Linked DNA regions of Anas platyrhynchos: region 1 is linked to region 2. Evidence: chromatin contacts called from public Hi-C data. All regions are on one chromosome and are shown on one strand. Each heading gives the region's core, a stretch centred on a gene start, on an enhancer-like site or on the middle of the called end of the contact. The rest is flanking DNA. Distances are from core to core; before and after follow the strand shown.

The links. A called contact is a pair of places that touch in the nucleus more often than the background predicts.
Region 1: a contact with region 2 is called in a Hi-C map of liver, with 6 times the contacts expected there. The contact joins two enhancer-like sites. A contact is called at or near these places in 6 of 8 Hi-C or Micro-C datasets (F1 follicle, F5 follicle, liver and 2 more).

What each region holds. Positions count from the first base shown.
Region 1 is chr12:13,757,158-13,762,864 of IASCAAS_PekinDuck_T2T, reverse strand. No RefSeq gene overlaps it. Among named protein-coding and RNA genes, the nearest start is that of OSGIN1, 22 kb to the right of the region's middle. Within about 2 kb of position 4,279, at least 1 of the 8 cell types and tissues checked has an H3K27ac peak or open chromatin away from gene starts, as enhancers often do.
Region 2 is chr12:13,620,965-13,626,652 of IASCAAS_PekinDuck_T2T, reverse strand. MBTPS1 (membrane bound transcription factor peptidase, site 1) reads right to left here. Exons shown (of 23, transcript XM_027466059.3): 11 at 4,917-5,078; 12 at 4,193-4,337; 13 at 2,919-3,107; 14 at 2,205-2,377; 15 at 1,214-1,329. Among named protein-coding and RNA genes, the nearest start is that of MBTPS1, 13 kb to the right of the region's middle. Within about 2 kb of position 3,247, at least 1 of the 8 cell types and tissues checked has an H3K27ac peak or open chromatin away from gene starts, as enhancers often do.

The sequences.
Region 1 (5,707 bases), core at 3,030-5,529, 140 kb before region 2:
ATGCTTGGTTTCCTGAGGTAACATGCTAGTTTGAGCATTCTAATCTAGGAACTGAAAAACCTATCTTATTTTTAAATAAATGAAGTTCATGGTACTATATGCAAAAAAATAAAAAGGTACTAGAGAAAAACTATTTTTGTTTTACTTCCCTGCATCCCATCATTACTCTAATTTTGTCCAGCTCACCACATTACCACTACTCTCTCTCATCTTTCCCATATTGTGAAAAATGTCCTTGAATTTTCTTCCTGCTGTCTCATCAGTGGGGTTTTCTGGTAAATTTTTGTAGCCTTACTTGCAAAACATCCACTTTCATTCTGAGAACATGGGACCTATTTTTAGATTTAGCTAACAGGGAAAACTGTCCGTTTCAGCATTAATTAAGAGTGTGTACTGTAGCAACTGTTTTTCCTTTATATAGGTTCTTCTTACAAGTTTAAACTCGAGAGGCTTGCTAGTATTTCATACATATGGCAGAAAATAAGGAATAATACAGATTAAAAAATAGGGTGGAAAACTGTTTCTGGCCCTAGCCTTGCTGGGCTGTATTGTGTAGCTGCTATTTTCTCTTGCTGCCTTTTCTGCAAGTTTGTTCTCTCTTCCCTTGCATTACCTCATTGCTTGGAAGAACTGTTAACTGTGGCTGAAGCAAAGCTGAGGTGCAGTTACAGTGCGTGAAAAGATTCTGCTGGTAGGTTAGGGAGTCTCTGTAGCAGCAGAGAACAGATTGGTATAAAGTGAAATGATACAGAGAAATACAAACGTTTGAAGTAAAAAGTGCTACCAAACCAGTGGTAACAACAGTGATATAGTAGGGCAACAGTAGCAGGTGAGCAGCAGTAGCATAGTGAGCAAGAAGATAGCATTTCCTAGAATTATCTATGGAGAGTTTTAAATGCTTGATCTGGATTTTGAGATTACTTCAGCATTGTAAGCTGAGAAAGGGAACAGAAACTCTTGGTTCTAGGACCAGAAGAAGTTTTTTAAGGCCATAGGAGGCAGAAAGGTTAGAGGATGCCAGCAGGCGTCTGGGAATGTGATGGACAAAACATCAGGATCCTTACAGAACTGCAAAACTGTGGGACCAGCTTACAGGAAGGGTCAGTTCTTTAGTTTATGTGTTTACAGATGATTCTCTTCAGCTTTCTATCAGATACAGCTTTCATTGATGTATTTATGCAAATCTCACAAGTGAAGTGCACTGTTCAATGAAAGGCTGGGAATTATCTGAGTGTGCCTGCAGTAGAGATAATAATTGTCTTGAGGACTCGGCTGTGACTTGAACTGAAAGGACTACAGTCAGGTTGGTTAAAATAAACCCGATGGGCTGGAGAGTTGGATGGGACTACTGGAGAGGGCAGTTTGAACCTGAATGGATGTGGTGGGAACTGTAGATGAAGGTGGTGTATTTGTGTTGTCCAGCATATAAAACTGGGGAGAAAAAAAAAAAAAAGTGGATAAATGGTAGGAGCAGGAGAACATGCCTCTCATTTTAGCAATGGTAATGACCCATTCTCAGATGGTGATAGTAAAATTATTTGTGACTCAGAAATCAATACTAGAACTTCAGTACAAATCAATAATTCGACAAAACAATTTTGTCAAGTTATTTTGACAAAAACAGGTATCGGAATGCTTGCATAAACTGTGGATTAAAATACTTTCTAACCCTAAAGTAACCAATGAGACTCTTAAATATATTTCATTCAACTGTGAATTGTTTGCAACCAAAAGTTCTCAAAAAGCAGCTGAAGAGATCTCTTGTCTTTGCCAAGTACTTTTTTTAGAGTACTGGTGGTAATCCATTCTTTGGATCCAGAAAGATTTCGTTTTTTTTTTTTTTTTTTCCAAAAAGTCTACTAGACAAAACTTACTGAATTTATCAACTAAAGATAAAATAAGTTGAAAATGTAGCAACTTCCATATTGCTTCTAGAGGGGGGGATGATATCACACCAGTCACGATAGGCAAATGTTCCATGGATCTAGTAAGTTTGAATCCCATTTAAAGGAAAACATTCAGGAATGCTAAGTGAACGTATGTACTTACTGGTACGGAGTATGCATTTGCTGGGTGTTGGTAAGGTAATCTATTTATCCCAGCTTTCTGGAATATTTTTACACTTAGCTTTACACTTAGCTCTGAGGAATGTTATGAATATAGTGCCAAGATGGCAGAAGTACAAAGTGTTGTACAAGTATAAATTTGGATTATATTACTTGGCTCAAACATGAAATATTTTGCAGGCATTAAATGTTTTGTAAAACTTGCAGAATTCTGTGAAACCAAAACAGCATTGGTCTTTGTGCCAGGTTTCAAAGAGCAAATGAAGATGTAACTACAGATGAGTCTGCTTGACATAAGTTTTGAGTTAAATCATTGGAAAGTGTGGAAAAGGTTCAGCTGAGAAAGAATCAGAATATATTGTCAGCTGACATTTTGACAGAAAATATTTATTTAGGAGGAAATTAACTTCATTCTTGGAGATTGTAGTGTCGGGGGCAGCTGCATAGCTAGAACAGTTTTGTGAAAACCTTTAGTTTGACATGGCATTTCGAATAAGAAGTTTTACAAAGGTAAACATATTTTACAAATATTAAGCAGAGATGAAGTTGATCTTTATGGAAAAATCTAAGAACATAGCTGGAGAGAACTGCCATTTATTAGATGCTTCTCTAGTAGGGCCTCATAGGGCTTGTAGAAGACCTAAGACCCTTACCATAATCCGAGAGTAAATGTGAAATATAATAAATTTGTGACTGATGCAAAGAATGGTGGATTATTAAAGGGCAACACAGAAGAAATCTGGATTGTTCGCTTGCTGGGCTCATTCCAGCAAAGTGAATTTTTCATAAAGGTAGGGCTGAATGAAACTAATGCACCATGGAGCAAAACATGAGCCAGCACAGAAAATGAGACTTCCGGAGAGCAGTACCTCCAAAAATGAAATGCAGGAAAGGGAGATAGAAACAGGGCAGTGATGTTTGTACAGAGAGCACTAGTGAGATGGTAGTTTGCACACAACTCCAGCAGGTCTCCTAAAGAATGCTGAAAAACTGGCAAGAGCTAAGTAATTCACGGGAAAGCTTGAGCACCGCAGAAAATACCTTGCAGCAGGAAAGTAGGGAGTGTTGTATGTTTCACTTATCAAAAAGGGACAGAGAAATTACTTCTTTGCAGGCCAACAGTTCTTCAATGAGGGGGGAGGATGGGCAGATGTGCTTTTATGAAAAAAAGGGACACTGTAATGAACAGATGGCTGGAGACAGAAAGAGGCAATGTGGGACAGAGGCGCACCTTTTTAACACCAGGTGTGATCAGTCAGGGGAGAAAACAATCAGGCATGGGAGTTCAGTGTCTGCCATTTGATTTATTCAGACAATAACTAGATGCCTTTTAGAAGAGGTACTTTACTTAGGTGAAGTTTTCAAATGCAATATAGGAAACAGGAGAAGAAGCTCGAAGATATACAGAGGTCTCAATCTGAAACACCACAGATACATGTGCATACACAGCAGCAATGAAAATACAGCTAGATTATGCAAAAATGAGCTATTGAGATAAGTTTTACTACATCTGGTTCTTTTTAAATTGTCATAACTAAGTAGCCCATAGTCATCCCATCTGATTAGACACTTCTACATACCTTTACTCCATGGCAGGGTGACTGGGCTTTTTTGCTTGTCACTCAGTATATCTTGTAGTTCTTCTTTCTTTCTTTCAGCAAAGCCTGGTTTGGGGACAGAGCAGTTTGTGACATTCTTCTCAACAGAACTTCTGGAATTTGTGTGTTAATTATTTTGAGAACAGCTGCATCTGGTCAGCAAAACAGTATATTCTTAGCCTTAATTTTTGCATTCTTTTAAACTTTTTTTTTTTTTTTCCATAATATGTCCTGATAGAGAAGAATATATAGGGATCATAGCATTCCTGGATGCTCAGTAATAAAATTTTAGAGGTCCAAACCCTCAGAATTTATAAGTCATACCCTCCCATGCTCTTCTGAGGAGATCTGTAGCTGCAGTGTCAATCCACAGCTGGCTTCAGTGTTCCACTGACACTACCAGCAAAGCAGCTTGCCACATTCACGCACTGTCTCTGCACAGCTGAGACTGAAATTTGATTTCAGAGCATTTTATCTACTTTTATTTCTCCTTTAGAAATGTTTTTACTCCTGTTATTACAAGCTGAACTGAAGTCACTGGCAGTGGTAAATGACTAATTACTTCACAACGCTGCAGAAAACTTTTGCTTATGGCTGGAGGGATTGAGTGAAAGTTTGCAGCTTGCTCCAGCCTTGTCTCACCACGCTGCGGCAGTGTGGGATCGCACAGCAACGCCCTGTGCCCCCTTTAACCTGTTTGGTTGCTGGGCTGTTACAGGAGCCAGACACAAATTGCTCCTCTCTGCAGCACAGGGACAGGTCCCGTGGAGGACTGAATGGAGAGAGAAGAGTTAGAGGTGCGAGGGAAGGGCAAGGACAGAGGTTTTTACATGTTGCTGCTGTTGACTTGGCAGAATTTTTGGTTGCTTAGTGCTTCAGTGAGATCAAACCCAGAAGCTTAGGAGTGTCCTACGGGCTTTGTGCTCTCCTGTAATCAAAGAGGCAGTAGCTGAAAACAAGTGTCGTGTCTTTGTTCTAGTTTGCGTTGCTTTTCCATGTCACATAGATGGTGTGGAGAATAACATACAGGCGTGACAAGTGCCACTTATAGCTGGTTGATATTCTGCTGATGCCGCAGAGGAAGGGATGATCTTGTGATTAAAGAGCAGGGCTTGAAATCCTGAGTTCCTCTAACCTCGATTCCTCTGCCAGTGATTTTGGGTGTGACTTTGGGCAAGTCACCCAGTGGCTTATGCCTCAGGTTCCTTCCTAGTCAAATTACAAGAATAATTTTATGAGGGTGGTTCAAGGGTCATTTAATGCTAATAATGGTTTTGATATCTAGCGAAAGCATTAAAACTAGGTTGTGATATGTTCATGCCAGTAACTTGAAAAATGTTCTGTGGTTTGAATCTTTCCTATTAGTATAAAGAGGAATGCTCTTCCCTTGAGGCAAATATTCTTACTCTTGAAAGAATTCTTGTTTTGACTTATCTGTAAGGATATTATCAGCAAATTTAATGTAGCAGAACAAATACAAAGCAGCAGCTGTACAGCAGAGGTCACTGTTGCATTAGCTGGATAAATGTTGCTCAGTGGCTGACAGGTCTGACCAAAAGGATTTCTCATTCACAGGAATTATTGGGATTTCAAGCAAATAAACATTTTTCCTGACTTTTTTGTTCCTTGCAAACAGAGAAGAAGCACCAGGTGACCTATATACACACAGCTTGTACTCCAAACAGCTTCAGAATCTTAGAAAAACTTAGTCTTGACAGTTTAATGGGAAACTCACAGAGATAGAGGGAGCTATTTTCACATCATGTCTTTCACTCAACACCTGGAGAGTTGACAAAAATTGATTTTACAGAGAAGTCAGCCCAGGTTTGTGTGTTTCGTTGAAAACAGGGAACCCAAAAAGCTCAGGCTCCCAGTTCCTTGCTGGAAATCCTCAGATGTGCCCTGGGGGTGTGCCTATAACTGCCCTGCACAGCATGGGGCTGCTTCATCTGCTAAGGCACTAAGGGAGTCATGTGCATACCTGGTGCCTGATCCTGGAGCACTTCAGGTCATAATGCTGGGGAGAGTCCAGCTGACAGGTCT
Region 2 (5,688 bases), core at 1,998-4,497:
GAGATGTCTCTGCTTCAAGTCTATTCCCCTGAAAGCACACCTGTCATGTAGCTATTTATAAACAGATTTAGACTGTTTCTGAGCCACATTATTTGCCCCCTACTGCTTCTACTGCAGAGCTTCACCAGAGTTATTAGAAGACTATTTCAGCCATTTCCTCATTTCATGTACCAAATTTATTCCACTTGCATATTTCTGTTCCATTCCCTCCTTAAGTGCTTTCTCCTTCACCTCTACCTACTTGCATTTTTCAGGCGCAGAAAGCACTCATCTCCTACCTTAATCTATTTTGGCAATCTAAAAGCCAATCTCCAAGCTTTTCCATCTTCCTAAGGAGAAACATGAGCTGTAGCTGACAAATCTGTGCACGCAAAGCAGACCTGCCCTTGTAATAAATCTAGAGGTCTCAGAGCAAACTATTTTATTATGCTTTTAAGGGCTACCACTTCTGTCTCCAGTTGCACATCTGCTGAGCTCAAAAAACAGCAGTGCGATATTTACTGAAGAATCAAGAAAAACAGAAGATCACTAGAGACCACATTTCCAGAACTACAAAACTGTCAAGAAAACACACCCTCTTCTCTTTACAATCCACTGGAGAAATGAGAAACACCCCAGACCAAAGAAGAAGAGGGCCTTGTCGGAGCCTGTCAGGGTTAACTAGAAGGGCATACTGAAGCAGAAAAGACCATGGACAGCTCAGTTTGCCTCCTGACTAGCAAATCTATCAAACCTCCAAATCCAACACAGAAGAAACGAACCACACTGGTCTGTGAGCATGCAGGGCTGTAGAGAATACTTTGCCCCGTTTTATCTATCCACAAAGACCAAAGTTTCAAAACGCCACTGCTGAGAAAACAGAATGGACACTTTCAATTCGAGTCTGCAGTTCACCCGTGCTTCATTCTGACTGTGCAAAAACCCAGCAAGTTCAGTTCTACCTCTGTGGGACTGAATGCAGAGGGGCTTTTAACCTACTCAGAGGTGTTTTCCTTCTCGTTTTTTCAAGATAAGGATACAGAACTGCACTAATTCTACTAGACTTTGCACAATTTAGTATTAGCATATAAATAACAGATACAACCACTGCTGTAATATTTTTCTATCTAGCATTCTATCTCAGTTCCCCAGAACATTTTCGGTCTTCTAAAACACAGGCCATTTTAGGAAGAAGTTAACAGTGCTGAGAACAAGGCAATTAGCACGTGCTTACCATACTGACTTGCATCGAAACATGTAAACGGGGAACCAAGAACTTCAACAAAGTAACCCATGCTTCTTAGGTGCTGGTACATGTCCCTGAAGTTTGTGTGGATGTGGTCTCCATTCCTTAGGACAAGGGAAAAGATTGTTGAAGACATTTTACTTTGGCATAGAGGAATCGGATTTACATCCTGTAATTACAGATTAGTTCCTAGTTTCCCTTCTGAAAGGTCCATTTGTTTCAAAGGATAACCAGTGGTTTTCCAACCACCATCCCTTCTTTGCAAACTTCTTCCAGAAATGACAGTGGTTCTGAGTGCTATGAAGATAGGTAATACAGTCAAAGCCAGAGACTGAGAACATCCCTTACAAAGCACAGTTCTGTATATTTACAGCATGTCACAGAGCAGCACTGCTGCATTAAAACCAGATCCTCTTCACAGGACTTCCTCCTCAATCAAGAACCAGTAAGAGCAGTTTTAACCACTAACTAGAAGAAGTGCACAGGAAAACCTGCAAATAATTGCTGAACCTCAGCAGAGAAGTTCCTAGACAACTGGTCAGCCATTCCTTGCTTCAATCTTTCCAATTTCTCTTTTTTTTTTTTTTATTTTAAATAAGTGAAAAAAAAAAAAAAAAGCAAGTAATAAAGTGTCTCCCTCAGTTCCATGGGAGAAATCTCAGAATCATCATAGATTCAGGGCAGAAAGGAACTATGCCTTGAAAACAAACCAAAAAAAAACACAAAACAAAACAAAACAAAAAAACGGGAAAAAAACAACAAAGTGTCTTAAATGGGTATTTAAAAAGGTTTTCATTTCATATGAAACAAAAACCAGATAGAATAACAACAAAAACCTGCACAAAAAAAGCATGCAGAATTTAAGAGATTTTCTTGGCATGCTGAAAAGGGCCAGGGACCTCTGGCATTCAGTGAAGTTATTCTCTATCGTTAATACACAATCAAGAAATACTGATTTAATAGAAGCTGAGATAAATACCAATCCAACGGATCATTCTTCATCCTCAAATTATCCCTGGGGAAGTATCCTGGTGGATAACGGAGATTATGATATTGATCCCAAAGGACTCGCTTGCTACGAGGCGGAGTAGGAATAATCTTCACTTTTATTGGAAGCTTCACCGTTGACGTCTGCTCTGCACCGTTCTTAGACTGAAGGACAGAACAAACCACAGTGAAATTCATTTCCCCCACTTAAACATTCACCAGTTAACTGTGGAGTGTAAAAGACTGAAAAAACAGAAGTATCAAGTCTATTTTTAGTAACCAGTACCAGCTTTGGAAACCAAGAGCTGACATTTGCTTTGTATTACCGTTGTGTTTTCTGCACTCAACAGCTTATATTTCTGCTCAGAATGTAAAGTACTTGAAATACATTACAACTGTCATTTGATTTAAACATTCAAAACCTTAAAATTTTCTTGGGAAGTTCTCAGGAACTTAAGGATGGTTCTGTGAGAAAGACACTTAAATTGTCTCTTTTTCAAAACATGTTACGTAGAATTCATAATAAAAAAAATAACATTAAGAAGATCATTATTTGTACTCCTCAATTCCTTGACCCCAATTTAACTTATGCATCAAATTACAGGACCAGACTAATCCCATAAAAGTAAGTTATCTGTATACTGTGAAGCAGTTTTAATAATTAACACCACTTCACACACACACACAAACAAAACATAGAACTCACTTTATTTTCTGCAGGAGATGATACTGTGATCATAACGTGACCTTGAGCAATGCCTTCCCACGATGCTGCTTTCTTCGCTACCGAGATAGAAATTGCTAAGTATCCAGACCAAGGCCACAACACAGGGGAATAGGAGAAAGCCACTTCAATATTATCCCCATTTTGCGGGAGGTAGGGCTGCCAGTCTGGCTGTGAAATGAAGACAGGACATTGGTAAGACAGTACTTGAAGTTACTAATTTTTGTGCACACAGCCCTCCTCCTCTGCCCACAGGAATAACCCATCTTAGCTTTTCTGAAGATAATGTCAAATTACAAAAAGTCCAAAAAGATACATGTTGTGCCAACAAATTAACGTAACCATGACAGCCTTAATGATCCAAAGCGTACACCTTTCAGAGGCAGGACTCTAGGAAGCTCTATGGACAGCATGCTAAGTGCACCCAATTTAATGTTTTGGGGTCCTATGCAAAAATGTATTGGCAAAGACATTAGATTTCCTTTCTGTAACAAAACAGGTTATGGCTCTAAGAGATTCAAGCAGATCACACTAGGTGTGTCTGAACATTATAATTAGCTAACAATATTGGATAAGAGCTTCTATACCCTTTAGTGTAAAGCTCAAATACAAAACAGGCTTTGGGATTCACACTACCATATTGAAATTAAGCTCATTTATATTGGCTAAATTTTTGAGATATGGGCCTTATGTAACTTGGGACAAGTTACCTATCTGTTCTATATTTAACCTTACTTAAAGCTTAATCAAAAAAAAAAAAAAAAAAGTTTAATCCTCTCTTTTCAACAAAGATGTTCAGCATTACTGGTATAAAATAACAGATCTTGCAACAGGCCTTGATAACCCAACACATTCAGGTTGTTTTGACCACATAAGAGGCACAATTAGTAACACCAGGATCCTTTACTGAGATTTCTTATGCTCCAGACCAAAGAGATGAGGAAAGAATATCCAGAAGATCTTAAATGCTATCAGAACACAAAGAAATCTCTAAGTGGAATCAATCCAAACTGGTTTTACGAAGACAAAGTACTACACGCCCCTGAAACCAGCACACTGTTGGAAAATCTGCAGATAGTTCATGGTGACAAGTCTTACTAATCTGGGTGCGTCCTTTAAAACCAAACACTCCACATCTCTTGCTCTTACCAGTAAAAAAGTTTATTTGTTCTATCAAATGTATAGCTAAAATAATCCTTTCTGGGAAACTTGTAGTAATGTTAATAGTCAGGACTTGGAACAATGTTGACTCTTACCTTGTCCACAATTCTCCCAGTGACTCCCATGCCATTAAGGATAGTAACATTAACAATGGTTGGCATCCCTCCGTAATATATGGGCTGAGAACAATAGGGCCACATGTAGGGACATTCTGTCAAGTCAATATAGCTTGGACTCAAACTAAAAGCAAAGAGACAGGAGGCAAAATTAAAAAAAAAAAACACAGTAGGGGTACAGGCTGCTATACAAAACTGATGTATGAAAAAATTATAGCTAAAACATGCCAGTCATAGTTACTGTTTCAAGCACTTCCCAAATATGTCCGAATCTTCCTTTCCCCTCTATTTTTTTTTTTTTTTAAAGTTTCGTGGTGTTTTTTTCTCCACAATGCAAAAGAAACTTTTCAGCCCAGTGAGAACATTCTCATTCTGGAAAACTAAAATTGGACTACTGTCCCATTTTGTTCTAGGTGGCATTATTCATAACATCTGAGAGCTTAAACTGAGCCTAGAAGAGAAAGTAAATTCATCTTTCAAAGACACTTCAAGCCCCTACACTACTCTACCCTGAGTAGAATACAATGACTTTTTATCCCCTCTCCTGTCAAAATCCATACTTCAGGATTACGTAAGATCTATGCAAGTTCTTTGTTGCATAAGCATGGGTTGCTTAACTGAATTTCTGGCATATCACCTGCTCTCTTAACAGAAATATAGCAGATTATAGTACACTGTTGATTAATTGAGGATTAAAATTAACCTGGCCTGTGGTTTATAGCTGTTGAGGATCTGATAAGCTCTCAGGAGATCCAACTTGCCATGTCCTTGTTCAAACATGTTGACTCCGGGAAGTCTCCGTGCCGATGCAATAAGTGCCTGCTTCATACTTGCTGGATTCACCATTTCACGCTTCTGAACTGTGCTGAAATAGGAAACAATAGATCACATTAGGTGGCCTTTATTATTCTAATTTCTTGCTTGTCTTGCTTACTGTTCCGCCTGAAGTTGTCATTTCATTTAAAGCAAATGCAAACAAAAATTAGGTTGTTGTGAACATCTACAGTTCCTACTTGTCCATTATTAATTGATTTCTCACTGGCATTGCTGAAGATGAAAATAGAAGTGACAATTTTCTGACAAATTTCTCTTGAAAACCAGTATTATTACATCAATTACATCCTTACAATGTGCTCTATAACCAGCTGTCATTATAACCAGGGTAGTATTTTTACATGCTAAGTAGAATATTCTGAAAATCCAACCCTCTGTAACTGGCAACTTGCTGGGATGCTCCTCTGCGTAGCTCTTTCAGGGGTGGGAGGTGGGCAGAAATAGCTTTGTTGTCCAAAGAAAAATGCATCATTTTACAGAGGAAATACAACGATTACTTCAAATTTTGGACATAAGAGTTGTGTTATTTGAAAAACTCTTCTCTCATCTTTAGGTAGTAACAGTGACAAGTACAAAGTAGAGACTTGCAACTCCTATCTTCCTCTTAAATTCTTCCACATGCAACAGATAACTTACGCAAC